Regions from separate parts of the Drosophila melanogaster genome. Here region 1 is linked to region 2. A link is a contact called in public Hi-C data. All regions are on one chromosome and are shown on one strand. Each heading gives the region's core, a stretch centred on a gene start, on an enhancer-like site or on the middle of the called end of the contact. The rest is flanking DNA. Distances are from core to core; before and after follow the strand shown.

Evidence for each region. A called contact is a pair of places that touch in the nucleus more often than the background predicts.
Region 1: a Hi-C map of the Kc167 cell line shows a contact between it and region 2, with 2.3 times the contacts expected there. The contact joins the promoter of Aps here to the promoter of scramb1 in region 2. A contact is called at or near these places in 3 of 107 Hi-C or Micro-C datasets (the Kc167 cell line and embryo).

Annotation. Positions count from the first base shown.
Region 1 is chr3L:10,896,250-10,900,417 of dm6, forward strand. It overlaps Aps (Aps pyrophosphatase), which reads right to left and starts at 2,874. Exons shown (of 5, transcript NM_168426.3): 1 at 2,487-2,874; 2 at 1,729-2,195; 3 at 530-628; 4 at 220-375; 5 at 1-160. The coding sequence starts at 628.
Region 2 is chr3L:10,223,073-10,227,585 of dm6, forward strand. scramb1 (scramblase 1) reads right to left here and starts at 2,168. Exons shown (of 5, transcript NM_140132.3): 1 at 1,788-2,168; 2 at 796-1,165. The coding sequence starts at 1,958.

The DNA of each region.
Region 1 (4,168 bases), core at 1,624-4,123, 670 kb after region 2:
AGTGTTGCTGCGTCGGCTTATGCAGCGCCAGCTGCGAGAGTGCATCATCGATGGTGAACCACTGGCGCTTGCGACCGATGCTCCGCGAATCCTCCCACTCGTCCAGTTCCTGAGTCACGTTCATCACGAACACCTCGGTGCGATGCATGTGGTCATTGTTCTGAATGGCGGCACAGAGATTAAAATCAGTTTGAATCACTTAGAACTCTGTGTACTTACCTCGAATACACCGAGACAACGACCCAGATCGCCAACCACGCCGGCTTCTTCGAGCACTTCGCGCACGGCTGTCACCGATGACTCCTCTTCTGGTTCAACGCCGCCTCCTGGAACGATCCACAACTCCGGGCGACGAGATGAGGTTACCAAGAGTACCTGGGTACAAGTAAATATTTTGTTAGTATTTTGTTAGTTTCATTCTGGAAAAACCCAATGCTATTTCTTTGAATTTCGAAATATTTTGAAACCTGCGAAGCCAGAAGTATCTGGACTTCAAATTACATAAACAAGCTTGCGAATTGTTACTCACCTCCGCCTCATTCTCCGATTTCACGCAAATACAAGCAGCCCGGCGCCTAAATCCATCCTTGTCGTAGATGCGAGTCGAGTTGGGCTTCTCCTTGACCATCTGGAAAGTAGAACACCCAAAATAAGAACAGTCACATTCGATGGTCATAATGTTAACCTGCTTGATCCCTTCAATAATTTACCCCCTTATTGTGCACGTTCGAAAATAACAATCGCTGATAGCTGGGAAAGCTCTTCATATATCATTTTATAGCTTGACGCGTTTAATTTAAATGTGCGGCACATGAAAATCGTGATTCCGACCTTATCAGATGCGAGATTGTGGGCCCATCGGCAAATTGCACTGCCTGTCCGTTCGGCTTATCACTTATCAGCCGGTCTTTCTCCGGTGGATAGCGTGCCGTACTCGTTTTCCCGATTCCGTTCCCCGTCAATGGTATTACTGGTACTAGGAAACCAGACTGGGCAGCGATATCAACACGTTGCTAACATATTGATTGATCGGTGTTGTGTTTATAATCGGAAAACGTTTAGAAACCCAATCAGATAGATTAGCAGAACGTTAAGTTTGGTGGGGAGAGCATACGAAACAAGCTAGATGGGATAGCCACAGAGATCCCAGAACGTGTGTTTAATGGCACTATATCAACTATATATAGTATTCAGCGTTATCTTCATAGACGCGAATTTATAGCACAAATAACTAGACACTGGAAGAGAGCCACATTTACTTCAAATTATCCATCTGTGCCTAAGTTTGCAAAGATACTTAGCTGCAATATAAGTCAATTTTCTTGGTATACTAAAACCGAAACTCTTAAATAAATTATCTAAATCTCTTACTAACGATGTTCCACTTTTATGCCCGAATACTCCACACTACCTAACAATTACTCTATACTTACTTATACTTAGGGAATTATATGCAAACAAACCACATTATTAATGCAATCTTTATGGGATTTGAATAGTCTACTAAGATCCACAAAGGAAATTCATTATACTTTTAAGTACTCGTAAACATTCTAAGCTACTATCAATGCATTCTTATAGGGTTTTATCTAGGTGTGTAATCCCCGCATTCCACATAGTTTACATAAGATATTACATATATGTTTACTTTTTGGGGGCACTACCAACGTATTGCTTGCAGGGTATCATTTAGGTCTGTTCCACCCCATTGCTTATCCCCGTTCTTACGTTTGCAGTGGTATTCGCTGATAGCAGATGCGCGTTGTTGTCTTCTTAGGCACTTGTTCTCCTCCTGCTCCTCGTCCCTTCTCCTCTTATCGCTGTGGTGCCCCTTCTCCTCGACCACTGCAACAAGTGTTGGATGTGTGTGTGTGTGTGTGTGTGTGTGGGGGGCTCTGGGTATTTGCGTGTGGAAGTGTTGAGCCGGTCGCTTTTGCTTCTTGCGATTTTCTGCTTTTCTGGCGATCTCGTGCCGCTATTTTGCAGGTGCTTCTCGGCAACTCTTGCGCTCCCTGGCTTCCGCTGTTCCTCACTCGACGGAATACAAAGGGAAATGGCGAAAAGTGCACAAACAAAATCTAAAGACGACACTTTCTGCGCTCGCACGTCACACGAGACGTTGTTTTCGTATTTGTATTGGTGGTTGGCGTTCGTGTGCCGTGTGTTGTTGTTCGGAAGTAGTAACGAAAAAAGAACTGATTGTTTGTTTGTGTGGGTGGGTGTGTGTTTGTGTTGGGGGAAAAAGCGAGAAACAGAAACTTGTTGAAAATATACAACAAAAAGTCAAAAACGAGGAGAACCGAAATGAAGAAGGAAATAAAGCGCAGACAGGGCAGAATTATTTAACTACTTTGCAAATATTGCATGTTGTTTTTGTTTTTTTGTCGTTGTATTGGTTTTACACGGGAGAGCGTGTGAAGCGGTTATTCGTATGCGTGTGTGAGTAGCTTTTTCCTCGTCTCTCTCTCTCTCACAATCGTTCTCACTCGTTCTTTGTCCTCAAACTTGAGATCCGATTTTAGATCCCAGCTCAAGTTATTTGCTTTTGTTGCCGTTTAACAGCTCCTCTTTCTCCTTTTTCGCCGTTATCCCAGCGACACACATGCACACATGCTTGCGCTTTCCATTGCCTCCACAATATCCGGCTGCGAAGAATGTGCGAAGTGAATTGGCACACGGCTGCTGGAAAAGCGGAAAACAAAACGACAAAACGCGTTCCAGTTGTTGTGTTTATTGTGCCACTCCATCCACGGAATTAATCCACTTCGGTGCGAAGAGACGGCGAACGCACACAGTCTCACGTTTTGCGCTTGCTTTTCTCGCTTTATTCACGTTTATTCTATTCACTTTCAAAGAGTGTGACCGTGCGACTATCGGAAAGTTAAACCATCCGGCTTTCATCTATATATACCGTTTGTGCCGTTTTCGTTAATGAAGATATACCAAAAAGCTCTTTCGAAGCTAAATTCTGTGCTGATTTATTTTCTAATTTGAATATTAAGTTAAAATTAAGTAAATTTATGAAGATAAACATAATGCGGAATACTGCAGATTAAGCTAATTTTGTAGCTAATTTAAATAGTTGTTTTTATGGGTGGGAGTCTCGGCTATCGCCAAACCTTTGTTGTAGTGGCGCCCTCTTTTGTTTTTCACACGAACATTCATAATCAGTTTACATAATAGCCGCTGGAGGGCGCTCATGTATATTTCCAGATCCAGTACAATGCGACTAAAGATTATATATAAAAATAACAATTTTTTTCTGCAGCTTATGACTGTTTTAAAACTTAATGTACTCTTATTTGAGAATCTAGTCTCTGTTTATTGTTTTTGTTGGCGATGAAAAGACTAGTCGATATAAATATCGTCGTTTTTCCTTGAAAATCCTTGCCAAGAACAACATACATGGTTATTTCAAAATGTTTTAGTAATCTAACAAGTTTTTCATAGTCACAATTAGAGTGTCTATGTATCTCAGCATAAATAAACCTAAATTAATCTTAAATTATCTTTAAGAATTTGAACTCTGCGTACAAGTCCGCATGATTTACACGCTCGAAACCCCAACGCCGCCCAGAGAGTCGCACATTTTTGAGTCGCTGCCAGGAAAATTCGGTGAGGATACACTACAAAAAAAGGAGGGGGAGTGCGAAGAGGACTTTCGGGCAGGTCGGAGGGCCTGACTTTATGACCCAGGCGCAGCGAGTTACACAAAATTTGTTTCTTGTCCTGTCTTGTCTGTCGCAGGTTTTGTTGTAAGCTTTTAATGCAACTACTTAGCATGGAGCATGGAGCATGGAGCACAGGGGTTTGGGGATTTCTTGGTGTCCTTGGCTCGCTCCTCCCCCAATTGGCTCCTTCGGCGATTCCTTTTGCGATCTGCTTGGCTCTTTTTGCTTGCGACTGAGGCAAATTGCTTATTTCTTAATGCATTGCCATTTCCTTTTTTGGCTTTTCTTAGACAATTTGCCCCGGCATCGTGTCGCATGAGTTATGGCCTCAGTTTCCATTTCCATTGCCGTTTTCATTTCCATTTTCTTTTGGGTGACCATGCAGAAGTGTTAAGCAGTTTAACGCGCTTTTTTCATGGGCTTCTTCGGTCGCCTTGGGCATCTTCCACAGCTCCACTGGGCGACACTTGTTTAGATGTTAATTCTGCCAAATCGAT
Region 2 (4,513 bases), core at 918-3,417:
CGAGTGCCAGATTAAGCGCAGCACCTTGGAGCCGCTCCTCACGCCCCTGGAATGAGATTCCTCCGGATTTCCCCGATTTTCGCCACCACTTAGGTCCAGCGTGGAAACACAACTTGCTGGGTTTTCGGTGGACATTTTTTCAGACTGACACGACTGCCTGCTCTGCAGCACAGAGATGAACTAACTGCTCGTTGGGAAAAATCAACGCCATCCACGACGACGGGCGCTTTAAATGACGCTTTGTATTATTTTATTGGTTCAATTAAGGCAGACGCTAGGCACTCCGATAAGCGCCAAAGATCTGGCAAAGATATTCAGCTTATTTCGGACGGATCCGATGCACGTGTAAACAAAAATACAATTGATAAGAGGCGGTCTAAGAACCTTAAAGTCTCTAACACTCTCCAAATTGACTACGTAAATGTTTGCACCCCACTTTGCTTCTGGGGGAACCTTTGTTCTACACCGATCTTGACGAGCTACCTCTATCTGGGACGATGGGTTCAGTGCCTGCACCCGAAGAAATCTTAAGACAACTGATTGGACATTATCTCAATCGCAGGGCAACGACACACCGACACATCACAAAGATGCGATCTTGTTTTGATTCAGCGGTTTGTGTAGTAAAATTATATAAGAAGTAAGCTCAGATATGGAATGAATAATTTTAACAAGGAAGCAGAAAGCGATAAAAGTCTCGTGCCATGATTTGAACACCCTGATTTGTGTAGAAATATGTGAGTCCAACATGTAGAACATTTGTTTTATGTTACAGACTAGTTTTTGATTACTTGCCTGCTGGTCCGCCCTGTGGGGCCATCCCTGGACCCATTCCCGGTCCCATTCCCGGTTGCGTGACAATGGGCTGTTGTGGTTGTCCCGGTGGATAACCGCCGAATGCGTTTGGTGGTCCTCCTGGTCCTGCTGGTCCGGGAGGATATCCGCCGAAGGCCTGGGGCGGTGGTGCTCCTCCTCCGTAGTGTGGCTGTCCACCAGGACCACCTACATAAGGTGGCTGTCCGCCTGGACCACCCGCATAAGGTGGCTGACCACCTGGACCACCCATGTAAGGTGGTTGTCCGGCTCCGTAGGGCGGAGCTTCTCCGTATGGCGGCATTTGGGGAACTGGAGCGTATCCGGCTGGCTGAGGACCTGGCATAAACCCCTGCAACGATCGGGAGTTGATTAAAGAATGAGTTGAATACTTATTTCAGGGGCGTTTCGATTAGTTTTTTGTGCTCTGGCTTGTATTCTTGTAGCTGTACTTATCAGCACTCTGGCACGCAAATGTATGGAGTAAATAAATATTCTATAAGAATGAAAACTTCACGCGGTTGTGCATGAATGATGAGTAATATTTTAAGTTTATCCAAAACTTAATGGAAATAAAACGCTCTTTTGGCATGAGTGAAAAACATAGTGAAAATAGTAAAGCCATAAAAACATTCATACGTAAATGTAAATAAGTAAATGCAAGAGAATTAAGCTTTCGACTTGCTTATCCAGTCTGCATTACTGGTTTTACAGTATGTATGTACATATGGATGTACATTGAGTTCTCAGTTGTTTGTGTTTATCAAACCGCCGATTCCACGGATTCGCGTGCAAATCGAATGAATCTCTTTCATTCCACAGCAAACTGACTGTGTGTCTGTTGATTTATAAATAAGCAAATACCAACTGGCATGACGTCATGGTTGTGTTGTGCTTGTACAAGAAGCACCCTTTACACCACCCACTTTCCCTAGCATTTTCATCGGCTACAGCGGGACACTTTTGGAACTCACGTAATTCGTGGGCGGCGGCGGCTGTGGATGACCGGGTGCGGGGGGATAGGGGGCGTTGTGGCCCCCAGTGGGCGGTGGGTAGCCGAATCCTTCGGCGGGCGGAGCATTTGGCTGGAATCCGGATCCGAAACCGGGTGGGGCGTAACCGCCCTGATTGACGTTACTCTTCATTTCGTGGGATTTCCCCGGATTTTTCCTCTTTTCCTGCTCTTCTTCTGCTCTCCGCGTGCTGCGTTGTTGTTGCACTGGAGGGGAATTGTTGCGGCCACGGCCCCAACGAAATCGCAACAATGTTGTATTTGTTTTGCACGCACTTTCTGTTAAGTACAGTAGTAGTTTCGATAGTAATGCAGTTCGCGAAATCAGGTGGGTTTCGGAGTGTAACCGTGACTGAAGAGCGAAAAAATACCAGCTACACGCTAAATATGCCAAGTTTTTAGCGGACAATTTCTCTGGTTTGAAAGAAGTTAGATAATTCCTAGAATGCATAACTTTAAATACAAAGTTCAGTTATATGAATTAAAATTAACAAATATTAAATATATTTTAAAATTGAATAGATGGCGCCATCAATCTTTTTAACAAAATGTTTACTTGACAATGTAAAAGTCATGTATAAATGAAATGTTTTCATAACAGCATTGCTCTATTATTAGCAGAATACAGCAAGCAAAGACACCATCCAAAATTGAAACGCCCAGTAAAGACTCAAACCTACGAGCTTGTAACTTGGTTTCTTGAAATTTGAATGTGAATCAGTTACATTTAAAAACTAATCTACTACGCTCTGAAATTATTAGTTTATTTAAACGGTATTTATATATTTCCTAAAAAATAAATAAATAATAATATTGTTTTATATACTAAATGCTTAAAGAAAGCGTTTCCCTAACTTTAACATATGCTTATTAAAATAATAAGAATTCGCATAAAGTTACTTATTCAACTAGTTATTATTATTGTTTTCAGCATAATTAAAATTTATGTTTTAGAAGCTATTTAGTAAATAAGGCATTTCCTTTGATTATTAATTTATGTTTTTAAATTGCTTAAATTTACATTTTGTAATATACGTTTTTTCTTGCTTTACTTATACTATAACTATATCAAAAATACAACTGTCCAAATTAAATAGAAACAAAAATCGTATAGTTAAAAAAAAAATGCTGAATAAATCCATTTTGTATGCCACAACTGGCTCAGAGAACAGTCCACATTTTTTCTAATGCGCAAATTTTCATTGAGAGGGTGTGCCTCCCCTACACCTCAAGGGTGCGACAGAGAGGGGCTGCGTGGTAGAAAGGGAGAGAGAGGAATAGAGAGGGCGGCGTAGTTGGCGCGCATAAAAAATGGCGGTTTCCGACGCAAGTAAAACGCAAAAAAAAAAATGATGGAAAAAATGTGGGCAGGGTGAGCGACTGTTGTAAGAGTGAAAGAGACGGGCTGTTGAAATGTGAAAAAAATGCTAAAAACCGTGTATATAGAAAAAAACTGCGAGCAGAATTCCACCCCATGGTCATGGACATCTAGCAGACGTCCCTCACTCACTCACACACACCACGGTAATTACCCATACAAATGCAGCGAGAAATGGAGGAATCGTCATCAGCATTACCGTCATGGTGGAGGACCACCCACACACCGCGCAAAATCACACATTTCGTCCTCGATGCTATAAACTTAGAACCCAATGTCCACTGATATATTTCTATATACTAAATATATTCCTTAAAGGAACACAAAATCCTGCACAATAAAATTTTCACTACGTTTGCGTGATGTTTATTTACAGCTTGACAATTTTAGAACTATTATACGAATGTATAATGGAATATATTATATATTATTAATTGACTTATATAATTTGCCTAAAAGCTATTGTTTCTTTCTGTGCAGGGCGGATTTAGTGGATCTAGAGGGGTCCTGGAGAAGGACTCATCAGGGTCAGGGAAGAAATCCAGAACTGAGCGTTTAATGCGCCATATAACGCAATATTTGTGCTGCTGCTGTGTGGGTGAGTTTAGCACATTCAATTAGTTGACTTTGCAATGGCAGCAAATGCAGAATGCGAAAATAAAACAACCGACTGAGAATTCGCATTCAGAATGGGGACCGGGAACGCGAACATATTTGCGGTTGGCAACCGACCAAAGGCACAAAAGCCGGGCTCAGCAGTGCAGCAGTTGTTGCCAGGCCAGCCCCCTTTTGTGCCACCACCACCTTTTAGCCCCTTTTGGCCCCACCCATGACCTTTGGGCCAGGGCCGTCGCTGAACGGTTCAGTGCAGGAGAGGCTCTCAAAAAATCAGGCAGGCGGCAAGCAGCCAACATAATGCAATGGTAAACAGCCATGCGGGTCCCTACACTGCTACAAAATCCAACATCAATACCAAAGGTTATGCAAAAAAGTTAACTGTGTACATATTAAATATCAAATAGTAATGATCACTTAAATCGACTTACTTTCTTTTGGATATTCAGCAGAAAATTTAAACCACCTATACTATTTTCCACTGTGCACCAAAGACCCTTAAAAAGCCCTGGATCGGGTTTCGTTTGAGCCTTGCAAAGCGCCTCATTAGCCGTCGCTTCGTCCTTAAAGCTGCTGGCAAGGAGCAATTTCGGGCGTTGCTGAACTTTCTGTCCGCCAATCGCAAAGGCGATCTAATTTATGGCCCTGTCTTTAGCCTCGAAATCGAAAGGATCGGAGCGTCTGACAATAAATCA